6 separate regions of the Mus musculus genome follow, and all the other regions are linked to region 2. A link is a contact called in public promoter capture Hi-C and targeted proximity ligation data. All regions are on one chromosome and are shown on one strand. The core of a region is the stretch at or near the end of the contact, and the rest is flanking DNA. Distances in the headings are between cores, read along the strand shown.

Evidence for each region. Capture Hi-C pulls out chosen DNA fragments and counts their contacts.
Region 1: a contact with region 2 is called in a targeted proximity ligation map of astrocytes, with 4 times the contacts expected there. A contact is called at or near these places in 1 of 484 Hi-C or Micro-C datasets (embryonic stem cells), 1 of 130 datasets of targeted methods (astrocytes) and 1 of 9 other capture datasets (liver).
Region 3: a contact with region 2 is called in a promoter capture Hi-C map of liver, with 4 times the contacts expected there. A contact is called at or near these places in 1 of 39 promoter capture datasets (liver), 1 of 130 datasets of targeted methods (astrocytes) and 1 of 9 other capture datasets (liver).
Region 4: a contact with region 2 is called in a promoter capture Hi-C map of liver, with 7 times the contacts expected there. A contact is called at or near these places in 1 of 39 promoter capture datasets (pre-B cells), 2 of 484 Hi-C or Micro-C datasets (CD4 T cells and rod photoreceptor) and 1 of 9 other capture datasets (liver).
Region 5: a targeted proximity ligation map of astrocytes shows a contact between it and region 2, with 5 times the contacts expected there. A contact is called at or near these places in 2 of 39 promoter capture datasets (hippocampal neurons and pre-B cells), 1 of 130 datasets of targeted methods (astrocytes) and 1 of 9 other capture datasets (liver).
Region 6: a contact with region 2 is called in a promoter capture Hi-C map of liver, with 5 times the contacts expected there. A contact is called at or near these places in 2 of 39 promoter capture datasets (liver and pre-B cells), 3 of 484 Hi-C or Micro-C datasets (CD4 T cells and CD8 T cells) and 2 of 9 other capture datasets (adipose tissue and liver).

What each region holds. Positions count from the first base shown.
Region 1 is chr19:32,386,951-32,390,415 of GRCm38.p6, forward strand. It overlaps Sgms1 (sphingomyelin synthase 1), which reads right to left and starts at 1,562. Exons shown (of 10, transcript NM_144792.5): 1 at 1,270-1,562. It overlaps 2700046G09Rik (RIKEN cDNA 2700046G09 gene), which reads left to right and starts at 2,266. Exons shown (of 2, transcript NR_033198.1): 1 at 2,266-2,426; 2 at 2,755-3,465.
Region 2 is chr19:30,028,859-30,032,292 of GRCm38.p6, forward strand. Uhrf2 (ubiquitin-like, containing PHD and RING finger domains 2) reads left to right here and starts at 1,655. Exons shown (of 16, transcript NM_144873.2): 1 at 1,655-2,073. The coding sequence starts at 1,921.
Region 3 is chr19:32,756,128-32,759,348 of GRCm38.p6, forward strand. It overlaps Pten (phosphatase and tensin homolog), which reads left to right and starts at 1,450. Exons shown (of 9, transcript NM_008960.2): 1 at 1,450-2,396. The coding sequence starts at 2,318. It also overlaps the pseudogene Gm36566.
Region 4 is chr19:28,009,895-28,012,848 of GRCm38.p6, forward strand. Rfx3 (regulatory factor X, 3 (influences HLA class II expression)) reads right to left here and starts at 1,272. Exons shown (of 17, transcript NM_011265.3): 1 at 1,078-1,272.
Region 5 is chr19:32,484,182-32,487,397 of GRCm38.p6, forward strand. Minpp1 (multiple inositol polyphosphate histidine phosphatase 1) reads left to right here and starts at 1,588. Exons shown (of 5, transcript NM_010799.2): 1 at 1,588-2,378. The coding sequence starts at 1,760.
Region 6 is chr19:27,428,214-27,431,592 of GRCm38.p6, forward strand. It overlaps Pum3 (pumilio RNA-binding family member 3), which reads right to left and starts at 1,695. Exons shown (of 18, transcript NM_177474.5): 1 at 1,579-1,695. C030016D13Rik (RIKEN cDNA C030016D13 gene) reads left to right here and starts at 1,824. Exons shown (of 1, transcript NR_027987.1): 1 at 1,824-3,379.

The DNA.
Region 1 (3,465 bases), core at 312-2,811, 2.4 Mb after region 2:
TCCCTTGGCCCCCACCCCTGCTGATGTTCAGCCCCTAGTGCCAGAAGGCAAGGCGTAAGGAGTTGACAGACAGCACACCAAGACAGGCATTCACGACTTCCATAACCAGGTAGCCAACTAGAAACACCCCCAATCTGAAGAAGGTAAATTTCAGGAAAGCGATGACAGAAGGCAGGCCTCAGAACACTGAAAATAAACTTCCCGTCAGAAACCAGCCTTCTGTCTTTTTTATGTGTGTAGCGCTGAACTCGGTCCTGTCTGAAGGTGAAATGAAACATCCGAGAAGCACCTGCCCGGATTCTCTCAGCTCCCCAGGTCAATAGCATCCTCCACCCCGACTGTTAGCCCGGCAGTCAAAAAGGATCAAGCATTATCCAGAATCCGTTAGATGGACCAGGACACCGGGGCCACCAAAGGAAGACAGTTGGAGTGTGGGTTTAAAATCCGGGCAGAGGCAGCGCTGCTACCACTGATGTGCCCTTGACAAGTCGCCTATGATCACTCAGACCCCTCATTCTCTGGACGAACCGCGTCCAGAGCTACGCAGATGCCCCTGCAGGCCTTACCCTTTAACACCCCCACGCGGTGAGGACACGCGGGGTCTCAGAATAGTCGCGAGCCAGGGGCTGTTACACCGCCTGGGAAGGAAGGGGCTCGCTCCTCCGGGAAGGGGGGTCCCACCTGTTATGCCGTTGGGGGTCATCGAGGGGCCGTGCTGAAGGGAATCCCAAAGCCGCGGACTCTTGGCCCCGCTGCGATCAGGCCAGGAGGTACCAACTGTCACTCTGCCGCCCAGGGTTGTGGGGGTGGGGCTGTGATTTTGGGGGTCCACCCCTAAGCACTACGGGACCTCTGGCTGGCTTCCACCTGGAAAGGTCCTCAGTCCCGGGCTCTCAGGCCCCGCTACCGTCCGCTCGCCTCAATGTGACACCAGGCAGCCTTCCAGCCCGCACGCAGCACCTCGGAAAGGTGCCCACGGACGCCTCCTCCTTCCTCCCCGCCCAAGTTGGCGGGGGAGCCCCGCCGGCGGCCCGCCCCCTCGGAGCCGGGATCGCGGCCGCCAGAGCGCTCCCCCGCGCCCACCCCCACGAGCGGCCGCGGGGGACCGCACGCCAGGTACGCGCGACACCGCGCGGTATGCGCTCACGCCCCCTCGCCCCGGCTGCCCGCCCGCCGTCAACCGAGGTCAGGCCTGGCCCGAGAGACTCGGGTCAGATCCAGCCGCTCGCGACCCGGAGGCCGGCCCTCCACCCCCGCCCCGCGACTCACTTGCACGCGAGTCGTGGCAGCCGCCGGAATTCTTTCCACGCGCCGAGCCCCGCGCCGCGGAACGAAACCGGGGCAGGGCGGCGTGCGGACTCTGCACCCGATCCCGCTCTCCCGTCCGCGTGCCAGGCTCCCGGGACGAGCAGCCCGCCCGAACCGGCTCTCCCTGCTCCCGTCCAGCCGGCAGCCCGCCGCCGCTGCTCCGGCCGCCGCCGAGCTGGCGAGAAGGCTTCTGACTTGGAACCTCGGGCTGCCGAGCATGCCCAGTCCGCGGCGGAGCCGGGTCGGCTTCCCGCGCGACGCCAGTCCGTTCCTCCGGGTGTTCCCGGCGGCCAGGGGGCGGGGACCGCGGACGCTCGACCAGGGACCCAGCTGAGTCCCGCAGGACAGCTGGCCGTGGGGTGTGCTGGGGGTGGGGACGGGGGGGGGGGGGAGTCCTTTTTGTTTCTAGAAACGGGAACTGGAGATGCGGTTCCCTTTCGCCCCCACCACCCCCCAACCACGAGAAGAGAAAGATGGTGGGTTTCATCCTCCGGGATCAGAAGCCCTATTAGGAGCCAGCCCGAGAGTTGTGCGGCAAAAGGCGGCTAGAAGGTTGGGGACACAAACTCAGCCTTGGTGAAACTACCTACGGGGACAGCTGTTGGCGAACTACACTGGCATTTTCTTTCCCACCAAGCCCAAGAGCTGCGACACTTGTGACTCCCTTATGATTGATCATTTAAAATGGATGAACCTCAAACTCTTCGGGACATTTTTCCGAAGCTCTAATCCTTAAAACCACCATCTCCCCCCCCCCCCCCCCCCCAAATCAGGGGTCTGCAGGCTTCCTAAATCGCGCAGCCCCAGGCAGCGTGAAGGCCCAGGAGTTCTCGGGAAGAACCGGGCCCTCCCCCCTAGTCCGTCCGGGCCCCACCTCCCGCCGCCTCTCGGAGCTGCGGCGAAAACCTGGAGAGCGCCGCACCAGGGCCGGAGCACTGCGCATGCCCAATGGCCCCACGGGGTGCGGGTCGCCGGCAGATCTCCAGCTCGGGCAGTGGAACCCGGTACCAGGACGGTGATCTCGCGGCAGAGACAGCAGCCTCCAGTAGCTCCGGCCTTCTGGGCCGACCGCTCGTACCACCGTGGCATGGGTCGCCCGGGACGCGCTACCCTGCAGGGTCTGGTCTGGGGGCGGGGAGGGGGGAACGGCCGTGCCTGCGAGACACGTGACTGTCCGCGGAGCTCCGGGGCAGCCATCTTCAGCTCTCCGGGGCCGTAGACGAAGAAGGGTCCGGGATCCGGGCAGACTCTAGTCCATTTGCCTCCCCACCAGGCACAGGCCCCCGCCCTCACCTGCATGCAGTCCGCCAGTCTACAGCGGGGGTACAGCGAGGGTACTGCGACGCCGGTGACACCGGGAGGACCGGCTGTCTCCAGAGCCAGAACCTAACGGCTAAGAATTGGAGAGCCGCTCTCTTGGAGCTGATGGCTTCTGCTTTTCCCCAGGGGCGGAAGTTGGGAAGAGGAGTTCCCGTTCCTAAGGCGCTGGCATCGCTCCTCCTGCTGCTTCCCTGTTCTGACCCATTCCCGGCGACGGAGGATGAAGGTGGCGAAAGATGTTTGGACAGCCGTCGCTCTCCTCCATGCTTTTCTCCTGCTGCTGGTTAGCTTGGATGGTGATGGTGTCACCTGGGGTCCTGGAATCTCTGGGCCCGCATCCTCATTACCCGAGAATTCGTTAGAACGACACATTCACGACCACACCTAAACCTACAGAATCAGAAACGCCACTAGTGGGGTCGGTCCTGAAACCTGGTTAACAAGCTCCCAAGGTGAATCTGATGGCCGCTTTCCCTAAGCAGTAGAGACCCTTTTTCGTGTATGGTGCTGAAAATTTAGCGTCCTCTGTCCCCAAATACAGTGAAAAATCGGATTTAAAATGTGTCTGCTCCTGTGTGAGCTCTTAAAGGTCTTGTCCTCTCCTGCACCTCCGGCCTCTTCACCTTAGGACACTATGCTATCGCACTTCTCAGGGAGATAAGAAAGGGTGGCCTGACGCATACTGCTTTTAAATGACAACCCACTAACCTGCTCTATTTGAGTGTCAACCAAGAGCAAGGGAGTGGCTGAGATTATAGTAGCCCCGCTGGTTATTTTCATCAGTTTGCACCTAAGAGGGAAAAAAAGGAGGCTTGCTGTCTTGAAGTAAGTACTGGA
Region 2 (3,434 bases), core at 405-2,904:
TCAAATGCCACACAACTCAAATGGAACTCATTCCATTTTCTTCCCTTTTCACATTCACAAATTCTACAACTTTCAGGAGCTGGGTTTCCTAGAACACTCAACAATTTATTCTTCTCACTATCTCTAATTTTTCCAAAATGGACAACAGTTGGCTCTTGGCTAAATTTCAGCCTCTCTCACCTTCCCACAGCTTGCTTTTTTCCCTAAGGCCTCCTTCCGCACTCTGTTCTATTGTCATTCTAAATACTTAAACACATCAATGCACATTTCAAAAAGCCCAGGTTTCCCCGGGAGGCCTACAAAAGTCTTTGAATGCTAATGTTCACACTTGCCCTTCATTATTTAGTCAACCTCTCTCAGAAGTGTAGTGTCTTCTGATGTGTGAAAATGCACTCCCAGTCTTTGCTTAAGCACCCTATCTTCTTTGAATATTCCCAGTTTATCTAAATTCTCTTAATAACAAAAGCTCTAAAATACCTTCTTGTGTGCTACTAAGGGAGTGGCAAGGAAGCTAACATTCCCTCGGTGTTTATGAGCACTATTTTACCTGGAGGAAATTGAAGCAGTTTGTTCAAGATCACAGTTAAACAGAAAGACTGCAATTCTCGCGCGTCCCAACCCGTGAGCCCAAGACTCAAGGCTTCAGACTGCAGCACACCGTTGGCAGTGCACCACGAATAACAGCCCGAGACCCTAGCATATCCTTGTAACAACAAATAGTTGATCCCTTCATGGGTCAGATTAGATGTTCTCAGATGTATCTGTTGCCTTATCAACTAAATGTTTTAGTTAACTAGGAAGCTGTCGAGGTAACTTAGAGGCTCTAGGTATATATATATATATTCATATCTCGAGCTGACGCACATTTCACTCTTCCTGTATTTCCATTTAGGCCATCTTGACTAATCAATTTGGTTGTTACAAAGTTGTGCCTCTTATCCTCATGGGAATGATTAGTACTGACATTACGGATACCGGTGAATGTAAGATAATGCGTTTGCTTTGCTTTCTCTCTTAAGTCTTCCATTTTTGGATGGGTCCCCTGAGTGTGGGGGCCGTATCCCGCCCTGGGATCTCCGGATTTTTGGATCGGAGGTGTACAGTCCTGCAAAGCCAGGATCCCTGCGGCTAAAGGCGCCCTTAGCGCAGAAGGCCCACTCGGTCAGGTCCAGCTCCCGCTCCGGCTCTCCGGTCGGGAAACGTGGGTGCGAGGCCTCTGCCCTGGGGCCTCCCGGAAGCGGGTTTCCTCGGCGGGAAGCACGTCCATCAAGCCGACGCGCCCCGGGAGAGGCCGCGTGGCGGGCGCACACCCTGGTGTGAAGTCTCGGGAACGTAGGCTGCATCCCCATTTCTTGCTCACGCCAGCGCGCAGCACGGCTAGCTATTGTTCGTGCGTTTTTGAGACCATGGAGTCTAGGCCTCAGGAGACTGCGAGGTGACCAACGACAACGAGGGCACAGGGCGAGCTGGCCTCGGCGAGCCTGCCCAACCCCGCCCTCCTCCGAGTAACGGCTCTGGAGGCCCCGCCCCCTCCCATATTAGCGCCCCCCAGGCTGTGCGTGGGGCGGAGCCCCGCGTGGATCTCGCGAGATCCGGGTTGGCGCCGTGACCTCCATGTGGGAGCTGCATCTCTATAAGTAAACAGTGCGCGCCGCCGAGCCATGGCTCCTTCCTATTTGTGAGGCGCGGGCTGCGCTCGCACCTCGGGCGGGTTCCGGTTTCCTTCCACCGAGGAGGGGCGGGCGGGCGGTCGCGCGGTCTAAGAGCGTCAGTCCTCGCCCGCACCCGCGTTCGCCGAGTCGCCGCCGCAGAGAACCGGATCCTCCCGGGGAGGCGGCGGGGACCGGGCGGGGCGCGGCGCGGCGGCCCGAGCGCAGGGCCAGACAAAGGGGCTTGGTCCCCTGTCCCCGTGCCGCCGCGATGTGGATCCAGGTCCGCACCATCGACGGCTCCCAGACGCGCACCATCGAGGACGTTTCTCGCAAAGCCACCATCGAGGAGCTGCGCGAGCGGGTCTGGGCGCTCTTCGATGTAAGGCCCGAGTGCCAGCGCCTGTTCTACCGGGGCAAGCAGGTGAGGCGCCCCGCGGGGAGCCCGGGCGCGAGCAGCCGGCGCCCCGGGACGAGGCTGGGTGTCCAGGGCTGCGCCCCGCTGTGCTCGGGATGGGCCGCTGGCGGGGCGCGGGATGCGGGGCCTGGAGCTCGGGCCTGCGGCTGCCCCCCCCCTCCCCCCAAGCGCGCCTAGCGGGTCGGAAGGTGCGGGACGCGGTGTTGTCGCTGGCAGCGGCCACGGACATAGCCTCCGAGGGTCCTGGGGGATCCTCTTCCCGCCTTTGGGGGGGGGGGGGATCGGAGCCTGGAAAGGCAACAGGCTCCGGCAGCCATGCCGGGGCGCGGGAGGGACGAGCTGGCTTTATTCGCAGCGCCGTCTCCGACTCCTCTAAGGACTTGCTTCTTTTCCGTGCCCCCGGCTCCTAGATGCGACGTGGAAAGGGAAGCACCTTATCCCTGTTTCCTCACTAGAAGGATTTGAACACTGAACATCGGAACGGTGGTAGAATGCGTGCCCCTCCTTCCTTGTCGTCAGTCTCAGACTGGGGATTTGTTCTGTAAAAGATCAGAGACCTCTAATTTAAGGAACGATGTTTGTAACCTGAAGTCGGGTTTAAGTCTGTTGAATATACGGACAGATTATTTCCCCATAAACTTTACCTCTCATCTTTGTGTGTCCCCTAAGTTCGGGCTTTCAACTCAAACCTTTCAGCATAATCAGCAGTAATTCAAAAAAAGCCAGAAAGTTGTGTTGGGCCACAAGGGTGCTTGTGGGCATCTCCGTTAATTTTAAGTAAGGCTCTGCCTGATGAGGCTAAGACGTTTCCTATCCAGTAAGTCTCAGAGTCTTATGATTAGACACCCAGACCCACATTGTTTTTCTTGCCTTTGTCTTTAGTCCACTAAAAAAGTTGGCATCCTGCAGTCAGTTGACCACAGTTTGGCTCCAGTCCTGAGTTTTGAATTAAGTGCAGTTCTCTCTGATTCGATGGAAGTAGCCTATAAGCCACAAAGGGTTTAGAAGGAATATTTTTGTTCCCTTTACAGATTTACAACTTCTCAGACTGGTCAAAATTTTCTAAGTAACAGATTATACAACCGGCAAGAAAAAGCCAGGGTTTTGGTAAAGTGTTTGGAAGGCCTCTGACAGAAAACCTGTAGCACTTTCTGCTCTTGTTGTATCCACTATATTGTTTCTTGAGTGTTTGACCAGTAAAGAGTTTACTTGTCTGGAAAGTTGGTTTTTAAACAGTCATACCTATTAAATACTTTGTAGCATTGTATTGCTGTGCCTCAAGTGGCTATTATCTTTTCCTTTTGGCTATCAGTGAAAGCTATACAAATAGTAATAATATTGTACATTGACTCCTAGAATAGTTGGGC
Region 3 (3,221 bases), core at 200-2,699, 2.7 Mb after region 2:
CAAGCGAAAGGGAGGAACAGCTTGGGGACTCTCCGCGTCAGCGTGCACAAACCGGCGGCGGCCAGCAGAGAGGGGTGGCGGGGGCACGTGCTTGGATGTGGCTGCTTGTGTAACCAGCTCCCCAGGCGCTCGGCCCCGACAGCGCTCCTGCGGACGGCTCGTGGATGCTATTCTCTGCTCCGATCCGGCAAGAGAGGGGTCCAGCAGACCACACGGGAGAAGGAGGCGGGGGCGATCACCTAATAGAGCAGAGGGGACCAAGCTCCTGCCCCAGGAGCACACAGATAGGGGAATGGGAATTTGGAAAGTTCCCCAACTAGGACCACACGTGACCTCCTCCTGAAAGTAGTTCCGACCGCGGCTCATGTATCCTTCCACCTCGCCTTTGAGCCCTCCCAGGCCTGCTCGCCCCGCCCACTCGCTGGCTGCAGCTTCCGAACGTCCCATACTCCACACCCGGGCTCAGTAACCGGGTCCTCGAACATGCAAGGTCCGACAGGGTCAGAACCTGGCCATCGCGATCCAATTCTGCCGGGTTTTCATAGCGGCCACGAAGTGGGGATTGGGGGTGGGGGCTTAGCTCTTTGAAGACTGAGCTTGGCTGTGATCCGGTAGACCCACCGCTGCGGGGAGCTGCGGGTCTCATCACCGGGCGGTGGAGGGGTGTGTGTGAGGTGCACTCTATTCACGGAGACCCACTTTGTCCAACCAGGGGTGTCCTTTGGGCCCTGGAAACTCAGGGGAGATGTGAATGTACACGCCCCGTATGCACAATCATCATGCTTGGCTGGGAGCGTTCATCTTTCGGGCAAATGAACCCAGCTGCCTGGGAAGCAAGAGGCGGGGCAGGGAACCGGAGCCCGATGAGGTGACCCACGCGGGAGACACAATAGGGGTTGTTCTTTGTGCAAAGACTGACACCTTGAGGACACCGTGAGGGGGAGAGGTGTGTTATCTAGGTAAAGACTGTCGCCGACAAATCCTAGCGAAGCACTGCAATCTGACCACAGCGCAGGGCAGGGAATGAAAGCCGTTCCGAAGAAACGCAGGGACAGACGCAGGAAGGATAATCCTGCCCCTGAGGCTCCCGGAGCACCGACCAAGGCGGTCAGCTAGTGCGATCCACCTGTGAGCGGTCAGCGATTGTGCTCAGCGCACCCTCACTCGGCCCCAGCCTGTTGTACCTTTGCCGGGTCTCTCTGCGCTGAGGCCAAAGCCGGCGTAGCTCCGGGAGCGAGCCGCGGACACACTGGGCATGCTCCGCGGCGTTCCCCGCCCCTGTCCCTTCCGACGCCCCGCCCCGCCCCGCCCCGTCCCCGGCTCAGCGCCCGCCTCCCGCCCGCCTCCCGCCTCCCCTCCGGCTTTCCGAGGCGCCCTGCTCTCCCGGCGGGGCGGCGGAGGGGGCGGGCTGGCCGGCGCACGGTGATGTGGCGGGACTCTTTGTGCACTGCGGCAGGATACGCGCTTGGGCGTCGGGACGCGGCTGCGCTCAGCTCTCTCCTCTCGGAAGCTGCAGCCATGATGGAAGTTTGAGAGTTGAGCCGCTGTGAGGCCAGGCCCGGCGCAGGCGAGGGAGATGAGAGACGGCGGCGGCCACGGCCCAGAGCCCCTCTCAGCGCCTGTGAGCAGCCGCGGGGGCAGCGCCCTCGGGGAGCCGGCCGGGCGGCGGCGGCGGCAGCGGCGGCGGGCCTCGCCTCCTCGTCGTCTGTTCTAACCGGGCAGCTTCTGAGCAGCTTCGGAGAGAGACGGTGGAAGAAGCCGTGGGCTCGAGCGGGAGCCGGCGCAGGCTCGGCGGCTGCACCTCCCGCTCCTGGAGCGGGGGGGAGAAGCGGCGGCGGCGGCCGCGGCTCCGGGGAGGGGGTCGGAGTCGCCTGTCACCATTGCCAGGGCTGGGAACGCCGGAGAGTTGCTCTCTCCCCTTCTCCTGCCTCCAACACGGCGGCGGCGGCGGCGGCACGTCCAGGGACCCGGGCCGGTGTTAAGCCTCCCGTCCGCCGCCGCCGCACCCCCCCTGGCCCGGGCTCCGGAGGCCGCCGGAGGAGGCAGCCGCTGCGAGGATTATCCGTCTTCTCCCCATTCCGCTGCCTCGGCTGCCAGGCCTCTGGCTGCTGAGGAGAAGCAGGCCCAGTCTCTGCAACCATCCAGCAGCCGCCGCAGCAGCCATTACCCGGCTGCGGTCCAGGGCCAAGCGGCAGCAGAGCGAGGGGCATCAGCGACCGCCAAGTCCAGAGCCATTTCCATCCTGCAGAAGAAGCCTCGCCACCAGCAGCTTCTGCCATCTCTCTCCTCCTTTTTCTTCAGCCACAGGCTCCCAGACATGACAGCCATCATCAAAGAGATCGTTAGCAGAAACAAAAGGAGATATCAAGAGGATGGATTCGACTTAGACTTGACCTGTATCCATTTCTGCGGCTGTTCCTCTTTGCTTTTCTGTCACTCTGATAACGTGGGAGTAGACGGATGCGAAAAATTTCTGTAGTTGGGGTGACTATAACGTTTAATTCTGGGCGCATTTCTAGATCGTGCATATTGTGTCTCTTCCAGTGTATTCAACCTAGGGAGTGTTCGGCTAGACGGAACTCATGCCTCCTTGCAAGTGTCAAGGCACGGATTGTTTTCTTGTCGAGCTCTGTGGTCTCTTCTTAAAATCTATTGTCCGGTAATACAGAGTACTGTACACTGGATTAGCGAGCTCGTCAATCCAGCCTTCTAAATGAACTAAAAAAAAAAAAAAAAATAGACGCTTTGGGTTGTGCATATTTCGATTAGATCGTGACTTGGGCCCTAGATCTAGGGTGTAGATGAGATTAAAATGAAAGTCCGTGCTGCACGTAGGCATGTTGCCTCAGAATCTTGCAGTGATTGTTTTTAGTTTCCTGGGTTGCATTGGAAGATTTTTCTGAAATGTGACTTGTGGACTGATTTGCATAACTTTATAAGCATAGTCATCGTCAGCATGGACGGTGCACATTTGAGGGTAGAAGTAGTTTTGTGTGTTTAAACCGACGTAATTACAAATTTGGAGCCTGCATTTGGAAGTTTTGTAGTTTAAAATCAATAGTGCCAGAATATATATCATTGGAGCTTTTAATAGAACTTTGTTAAATTAGACTTTCTTTCCTGATGAGATGTGGGATAGGATATGAAATTTGCATTTCAGTGGTATGTTCCATTCATTTGACCTCGCCACACTTGATAGAATGGAGATCGAATAGTTTTTG
Region 4 (2,954 bases), core at 22-2,521, 2.0 Mb before region 2:
TAAACCACAATGAAAATTGTTAACACTCTCCTGTGGGGAGGGAGGTGCATCAAAGTGAAACAGAACCTCAGGACTACCCCTCCCATCTCCACATGAAGGATAAAGCGCTGTCAGTAGCCACTAACCAAAGTAGCACAGATGCCCTGCATCCGGTTTAAATCACAAGCACACACACACACACACACACACACACACACAAACCCGAAAAGGGGAGGGGGGAGAGAGAGAGAGGAGAGGGAGAGGAGACAGAGGAGAGACAAGAGAGGAAAGAGGAGAGAAGAGAAACAGAGAAACAGACTTAAAAAAAAAATCTCTCAAGAGCAGCAGAGGCCCCCTAGTTTCAATGTGTGTGCAAATGGGGGGAAGGGGGGAGAAGACTGCTGAATGGATATTAAGACTGTTTGCAGCACAAAGAAAAATACAGTTTTAAAAGAAAAAAAAAAAAAAAGAATCCCGTGAGGCCAGTGATGGTCAAATAAGTGCAGTCCGTTCAGCAGCAGGCACAGAGGGGCCGAAACGAAGGGAGCGGGCTTCGGGAAAAGTTCACCGAGGTACCAGGATAAAAATAACAAAACCCCCAACAAGGCCCCGCAAGTGAACAACAACCACCACAGCGCAGCACCTTTTGGGGACCCCCCCTGCTCACTGCTGTCTATTTCGATTTGGAAAGCAGCAGCCACCAGGCAGCTTTGCAAAGCAGCGAATTAAAGAAAGAGAGAGGGAGAAAGCGAGCCCCTTCTCTCCACCTGCCCCTCCTCCTGGGCGCCCGCGGACCTGGGGGGGACGCTCCAACACCCGCGACGGACAGCGGCGGCTTCCTAGCCCGCTCGCCCCGCAGCCCCGGCTCCCGCTCCATCCCCGAGCGCCGAGGCCGGGCGGGCAGGCGCGCGGCGCCCACACCCCCGAGCCCGCCGCGCGCGGGTCCATTGTAAACAAGCCCCCGGGACCGAGCCCCTCAAGCGGCCGCAGCCGGTGTCAGGAGGGAGACCCCGCACAGCCACGCTCGCTCGCACACACGAACACACGCACGGACACACACGCTCCCACACACATGTAGAGAGACCGAAGAATATTCACCTTGGCTGTGGATTATTGTGGTGTTGTTGGTGGGTGATGGAGATGGTGGTGGTGGGGAGGAGGAGGAGGAGGAAGAGGAGGAGGAGGAGGAGAGGAGTAGTTGTTGTTGATGGGTAACAGTCGCCAGGACTACGGTGACTATGGCGCTTGATTCACAAGGCAACGGTTGCTATAACTCACAAAAGAGAGAGAGAGGGAGAGAGAGAGGGAGCGAGGGAGAGGGAGACACTCGCGCGGGGAGGGGCGGGGGGGAGGGAGGAGGGGAGAGGGCGGGCCCGAGAGCGCCGGAAGAAGCGGCTTCGGCGCCGTGACTGACAGCTCGGAGCCCGGGCGGGGGGCTGCGGTCGGGATTCCGACGTCGGTTTTTCCCCCGAGGTGCGCTTTAAGACTTGGCGGGCCCGGGGTCAGGGCGAGTCTGCCTGGAGGAACGGGACGGAGGACGCCGGGGAAAGCTGAGGGTCTGGAGGCGAGGGCTACTTTCCGTCAAAGGAGCCCCGCCTGCCTCTGCCGCCAGCTCTGTGCCCAGCCGCCCCGCAGCCGCGAGAGGAAAAGCGCGAAGCCAGGGGAGGGGGAGTGACGACGGAGCCAACACTGTGTGAGACGCGCGCTACCGCGGAGGCAGACCCCACTTTGAAGAGCGGGCTCCACCCCGGGGCGTACGTCATTTCCTGGGCGGCCCCAGCTAATATCCCGGATGTGCTGCGCTCCTCCCCTCTCTCTCCTCTCTTCCCCCCGCCCCGCTCAGGTTTTTTTTTTTTTTTTTTTTTTTTCTCCCCTCCCTCTCCGTGGTCGCCAGTGTGGTGTTTCCCGGTCGGTCGTTTATGCCTCGCGGGTGATCCCTTTCCCAGACTCTCTGCGGCCGGCGCGGGCCTCCAGGGTCTCGGCTTTGCCCTCCCCTCCATCGAATTCCGCTTTCTCGCGCCTCCCGAGGCCGCGGGGTCCTGAGGAGCGCGGGCGGCGGGGTGTGAGCGGTGCTCCCGCCGCCATCTTAGGGAGCGAGAGCCTGGGCGCGCGAACGGTGACCCATCTCGCTCGGCGCGGCCGCTACCTCCCTGCGGAACCGAGACGCCAAGTTAGCACCCTGCAGGACCGGGAGGAAGTGCCAAGGGGAAGGGAATTCGAGCTTTCCGAGGATGAGGGTCCCTACAGGGGTGGGTTAGACCTTTCAGAGTAGCCCTCGGTAGGTCCTTAAGGGGCTCTACCCTTTCAGAGTTGACGGGATGGATCCCAGCTAGACCAATCGCCCTATTAGCTGGCATCGGTTTCTTAACAGCCTGGGGGTAGCTTGTTCTTGAGCTGTGTTGGACACGGGAACGGCTTCTGTCCATGGAGAACATTATTAGCACACAACCTGGCACCTCAAACTCGAGTTGATAAGGCACAGCTTCTGAAACCTCATGGTTCAAGCATATTCGTCCAATTCTCCTCATACTGGAGTCCAGCAGGCACGTGCCCCCAGGCCCGCCAATACCCAAAATCTCCCAACATTTGCAGCTAAGCAGCTTATCCAAGACAATAACATACTGGAAGTAGAGCCTTAAGAAGTCAGTTCTCCTCTTGAGGCTTAATTTTTGCACCGGCACATGAGGGATTTGGGCCAGCATGAGTTCCCTGTTAAAATAAGGCTGAGCTCTCTTTCTGTGCCCCAGACCTTGTGCTAAGTGTTTTACATACATTATCTCATTTAATCCTGACACCTGTTCTATTGGATACATAATATTCTCATTTTAGGGAAAACAAGCCGTCATTTTATCTTGCCTCTCTGTGCCATGAAATGCTAGGTAAAAGACATTTTAGAAACCAACTATTAGAACAATAGATTTAGCAGTAATACTGTAAGCTTTGATAATTTCATAGTTATAATGAGTTCTATTCTT
Region 5 (3,216 bases), core at 338-2,837, 2.5 Mb after region 2:
AAACTTTGTAAGGGTGAGGAGTGGGCATGGTTCTAGAACACATTTGATAAGGAATGAGGGACACTGGGAAAGGGCTTAAGTAGGGGATCCAAGCTGGGCCATGGAGGAGAGGTCAGGGCTGGAGGAGGTTCAGCAAAAACTAAGCATGTATGAAAAGGGCACAAGGAAACCTACTGCTTTGTAAACTATCAAAGTACAATTGAAAAAAATGTCTTATACTGAAAACAAATAACAACGCAAGCACCTTAGTCTATAAGGTGTAAGGCTTAAAATTCAATGAATACTAATTTAAGTAACCTCCTGTGAAAAGTAAGACTGGTCACGAATTTTTAGTCATTTAAACACTACAAAATGACATATCAAAAAAAAAAAAAAAAGCACAGTTCTGTTAGAATTCCCCCACTCCTGAGCCTTAAAATTTCAGCATTCAAGTTGGAATTTACTCTGGATTTTTATAACATTTTCTTCTTGGTCAGTGCTTAACAGTACAATTTTCTGTACCATTAAGTACAGATGGTAACTGTCCTTATGAGAAAGATCCAATGTGGCCAATGTGGTTAAAATCTCCTTGGGTTTGGATCATTTTATCATTTAATAATCTTCCTTAATTGTCATACATACTGAGGTTTGGGTAGGAAAAAAACAAACAAACAAGGTATTTAGATTCAAGATTTTTGAGTCCAAGATTCGGAGCTATGTGGCCTGACAGACACTCAACTGTTGGGGTTGACTCAGTGACTGAGTGCTTAATGGTTTTGAAAAAGACCCCAGTTTAGTTTACAGTACACATGACAGCTCACAACAGCCTGAAACTCCCGTTCTAGGGACTCCAACGCTTTATTCTAGCCTTCGTGGGCTCACAAATGTTGTACATATAGTCATGCTAGTTCACACATGCACATTTTAAAATCTCAACTGATTTGCATATCTAACTACATGGGAGAATATGGGTGTTTCCTCCATACAGTGATGAGGTCATATTTAATAATGGAGTGCATCTGTGAGGCCATGATTCAGTGTGCTCAAATTATAAGGACGGCTGTTTCTATTCTCTCAATGGCCTTTGGCATAAACAAGCTTACAATCTTGAGGTGGTGTGTCAGCTCTAGCCTACATTAAAATCATACTTAAATTGAAGCCCAGGGCTTAAATTTCTGAAGGAATAAGCCCCTTTCTAAATTCATGGCTCTGAGGTGTCCTGCTTATTTTCAAACTCTTAACAAGAGGGTCGGGGGAGGGCGTGTGCTTCAGGAGGTATCTTGTAAGCAAAGGCCACAGACGTTCTTTCTCGAGGGATCTTGAGACTGATCGTTCAGGGGCCACATGTTGAAAACACACCGTAAGGGACAAAAGCCATCTCCTATAGCTTCTCTTTTGGTAGAAGCCGGGCTACCTACTAGAAAAAGGAAAGGATTCATGTGTGCTCTTTTACCACACCGAAAAACCTAAACAGCTCAGGAATCTTTGAATCGGTTCCTGAGGCGCCAAGCTGCCGGACAGTCGCCCACGCTCCGGGTCAACTGACGCCGGCTCCACCTGCGCCCGGTGTCACACGCTCGTCGGAGGTTTCCGCCTCTCCACTTGTCCACACCGAAGCTCCGAGACGATCGGCCACACTCGCTCGGTGACAGCACCGGAGACCACGCTTGCCTTCTGAGGTTCCCGGGCCGGAAGTGCGCTCTGCTCCCGCCCCCGCCGGCGGATCCGGAAGTGGGGGTCGGCAAGCGGCGCGCCGCCCTCCGCGGGGCCCCCGGGCACGATGCTTCGCGGCGCGCGCAGCCACCTCCCGGCCTCGGTAGCGCCCGCCGCGGTCCTGGCTGCGGCGCTGCTCTCGTCGTTCGCGCGCTGCTCTCTCCCGGGGCGCGGCGACCCGGTGGCTTCGGTGCTCAGCCCCTACTTCGGCACGAAGACACGCTACGAAGATGCCAACCCCTGGCTGCTGGTCGATCCGGTGGCGCCGCGGCGGGACCCGGAGCTGCTGGCGGGGACCTGCACCCCGGTGCAGCTGGTCGCCCTCATCCGTCACGGCACCCGCTACCCTACGACCAAGCAGATCCGCAAGCTGAAGCAGCTGCAGGGGCTGCTGCAGACCCGCGAGTCCCGGGATGGCGGGAGCCAAGTGGCCGCCGCGCTGGCCGAGTGGCCGCTGTGGTACGGTGACTGGATGGACGGGCAGCTGGTGGAGAAGGGGCGGCAGGACATGCGACAGCTGGCCCTGCGTCTGGCTGCCCTCTTCCCAGACCTCTTCAGCCGGGAGAACTACGACCGCCTGCGGCTGATCACCAGCTCCAAGCACCGCTGTGTGGACAGCAGCGCCGCCTTCCTCCAGGGGTTGTGGCAGCATTACCACCCAGGACTGCCACCTCCCGACGTCTCAGGTGACAGCGCGCTCCGCCTTCCCTAGACTGCGGACTCCCTCATCCAGCCTCCCCTCGTGTCCCTTTTTGTCACCTCCCTTTCCCGCTTGCGTTCTCGGGACCCAGGATGTGGACTTGGTTGTCTCTGTTGTTTTAGTAATACGCTTGTCCATTCACTCATCAGGTGTGAATTCCTAGCATTTTCTGCGCAAGAGTGCAGTAGGGGACGCTGGAGACCCAGCTAGAAGGAGGGGAAAGAAAGTATCGCTTCTCGTTTTACATTCCACATTCCCAAATCGCGTTATCCCCCCGAGTGCCAACCTAGCTTCTTTTCCCTTCCTGGCAAGTAGTTTAACACCTGGGCGCACTTAATAATATAGAACTTTCTTCCTCCCAAACTGCTTGTGAGAATTGGGAGTTTTGTTGTTTTGTTTTTTTGACACAGGGTTTCTCAGCCCTGGTTGTCCTGGACTCGCTTTGTAGGCTATGCTGGCTTCACAGAGATCCACCTGCCTCTGCCTCCTGAGGGCTGGGATCACAGGACTTTTGGCTTTTTTGTTGTTGTTGTTGTTAACAACATCTTTTCCTGTGTTTCGACATTTACAAGGATTTTTTAGGAAGCTGCTCCTCAAAGCCTCTTTAAGCCTTACTTAGGGTTAGGGTACCCTGTTTCGTTCTTGTGTTTGCTGTAGTTTCCCTTGTTGTAGCTGTGGTCCGTAGTCACATGTATATTACCTCACCTACTTATTCCATTATTATACGGCTTCGGGATTTCGGGGCACAAGTAGTGGAATCCTCATTTCACAGGTGAAGAAGCCAAGAGTGTGTCCCCTTCATCACCCTTATATAGTGGTGAACT
Region 6 (3,379 bases), core at 445-2,944, 2.6 Mb before region 2:
GTTTGATGCCCAGCAGTGTATACACAGGGTACAGATCTATAATTCCAGCACAGGACCTGCTCAGCTTCCTGCGGGGCATCTCTTTTTCACTTTTTCATTTTATTACCTGGTAAGACATCACATTCGCATTTGCATTTCTGCATGTAGGTTTCATGTACTACCACATGCTAAGCAATTGTGCCAATGGCCCTCACATGTAGCTGTCTAGAAAAACCTTATTTACATACTCTATTTTAAAACTATGCCTCTTACATTAGAGTTAAAACGATATAGAGCCTATAGATCTATTACCCAGCTTCCCCACTGACAACTTAATAAGACAGTGTAATGAAACTTATGAAAATAACACTAGTATAACACAGGGTTTATTTGGAAATCAATTTTCTCATTCCTGTCCTCTTCCTATTCCAAGATACAGTTAATGTAGCCACCTCATGTCCTTTTTTCCAGGTTATGTCCCCTTTGGGAGTTTAAGATTTTCATTATTAGACTGAGGTTATGCTTGGGCCAGGGGAAGGGGTGGCACATGACAGCAAAGAAGTGCTGCTCTCACAGTGACAAAGCTATGCGGCAGTCATGATGATGTTAACCCTGGTCACTTAAAGCACTGTTCACCAAGTTACTAAGCAATCAAATTAACGGCTAATCCAAGAGCAAGACAAGCAAATTAGGTATTCTAGACTGTGCAGCCTTGGGACCCTGAGATAACGTCCTACACAGACCTGAGTCCTCAACACTTCTTGATTATGTATATAACTGGCGTCTTATGCTTAATGTCTGAGACACAATCCTCTGCATTCCACTACAAATTACTATCTTTCTCTCCCTGTCTATTCCTGCTGTATTCAACGGGGACCATCTACTCCACTTCGCAGAGAGAAAACTGGAGCACGGCTCCTGATGTTCACTTCTTTGGTAGTCATCGTGTACCCAACAGTAAGTTATCCTGCAGTCTCCTTAAAGATACCTCTGTCTCTACTACCAACACTCAATGCAAATCATCAAAAATCTCCTTAAGAGAGTCAAGACCTACCATGAGCCTCCCGATCTTTTCTAATAATCCTTCATTATTTTATATGCCTAGGAACACAAAGCAAAATACTTCCCACTACACAAAAATAAAGAGACTCGACACCAAGGCTCCACAGTTCTACCTTCCTCTTTGTCCAGTCCGCGCCTTACTCCTGACTTCCACCTCCGGGACATCCCACTGCCTCTGTTTAAAATACTCTTGCCTCCCATCATGCTTGGCTTATGGATCGCTTCAGTTTTCCCTGCACTGCTCCTATGCACAACGTCTGACACGGGACGAGTGGGCTGACTGTGACTCGCACAGGCCGGAGTTTGACAGCGAAACTTGTTCCTTTAGCTCTACAATAATCAAGTTAACAGAGAGGGCTTAACCCCTGCCCTCGCCAGGGTTCCTCCAACTCCGGGCCAGAGAAGCGGCCAGGTAGACCGTCCCGGAGATGGAGCTGAAGACGCCGCTCGCCCACCACCCCGCAGAGCTCCCCGCTCCCGAGCGGCCGGCGGACACTCGCCCCACACTTCCCGCACCAAACTCTCCACAACACTCACCGCACACGTGGGGCAGAAACTCGCAGAGTTCCGCCACCACCCCCCGCCGCTTCCGCTTCCGCTTCCGCGTTCTGCCCCGCCCCGGATCCGCTGATTGTAGCGTTACGTCCTGGTACTGGGGTCAAGGGGTGGAGCTTAGGAAACACGAAATCCGTAGTTCCTGTTGGTCCATTTTCGCCACACCTCTCGTCTGAGAGGGCTGCATGAGTTTTGGCCCTCGAAGGGATCCGTCCCGTGGAAGACGAGTCCGTGGCTTGGGAAAGTGACGCTTGAGCCTGCAGATTTCTGGGAACGACGCGGGTTCTCGCGAGGGCCACCCAGGTCCTGAAGGAGTTAAAAGACAGCGAAGTCTGCAAGCTGGGTTAGCGTTGGGACAGCTCGCTCGTTAGTGTCTGTTTGCGTCGTTAGTCTAGCCTGGAGGGTAAAAGCTGTACCGGAGTCTCTTCTGTTGTAATCGTGTTTGCCAACACCCATGTCTCCCTTATTTCCCACCCTAGCTGCGAATCTCCGGATAAATTAGATCCCTCGGGAACCATAAGTGTAAAGAACGGAGCACAGTCAAATATTGTGAAAAGCTCTTTCCATAAATGTGTGTGTGGCGTTTTTAATGTAGGCCCGTTCTTGGGCATGCATTTTTTCCCCCACGGTTCCACTTTAGGATATATATTTAAGGTATTACTCCATTTTAGCGAGGAAGCAATAGAAACAAACTTGGTCTTGGGGGCTGCAGAGATGGCTAAGCTGTTTTCTGCTCTTGGAGAGGACTTGGGTTCATTTCCCAGCACCTACATGGCGGCAGTTCCAGGGGATCCCACGTCGCGCCAAACAACAGAACCTTACTGCCTAACTGTTCTGAAATGCAGATGTTAGTTGGTTGAGCAGGGGGCCCTTTTTGAAGCCCCAAGGAGTGAGTGGACGTCCCATGTATCTTCAGCATCTGGTGCTTCAGACGTTCCTTGGCTTATACCTGACTCCTGCCCCTGCCTTTCATTCTCTTCCGTCTTTGTTGTGAGAACACTTGTCAGTTTGTTAAGATAGCTTGCAAATAAGCTTAGAGACTATAATTCCCTGTGGACACTGTCTCTTGTGTCGCTGGTAACACATCTTTAAGTGTTACGGCTCTGTTAGGGGAAGGCTTCAGCTGCTGGGAAAGTTTCCCTGATGCAGGTGTTACAGCTTTGCTCTGGCTCATAGAAAATTTTCCCTGTGACAGTTCTGCTCCAAAAGGTATCCTGGCAGTCAGGAGCCAAGGAATACCACAAAGTCTTGCTGCACAACTAAGCTCAGGCAAGGGATTAATTTGGAGGGAAAAGCTAAGGAGGGTGGTTGCCCTGCTTGGAAGAGAAGCAACAGAGAACTGGGCAGAATTGGGGGATGGGGAAATATATCAGGATTCTGGGGTGGGGGGTTACTTTCCAGGGTGGTCTGGGATTTTATTTTACTTTTTTCTTGTACGGCGAGACCTGGGCTGGGAATGGCTATTACAGCCTTTAAAAGATGACCATTAGGGAAGTCAAGGGCACATGTGTGTGTGGGGGGGGGGGTCTGGCTATTTCCTGCCTTGAAGCACTAGAAAGGCAGTTACAGCTGTTTTAGCCTTTACACCCTTGCTAGAGCTCCTGAGGCCAAGACCTAGCCACTTTTGTGCCTTGAGGATTTACAACGGCTACTAAGTATACAAAATTTACAAAGGGAGGTCATGGCAGAAAAGCCTGTTGCTTGAGTTGGTGTAAATGGCCAGCAATACCTATTTGAAGAAAGTGGAAAATACCACAGTTGATCCTTTTTAGAAGTACCATGT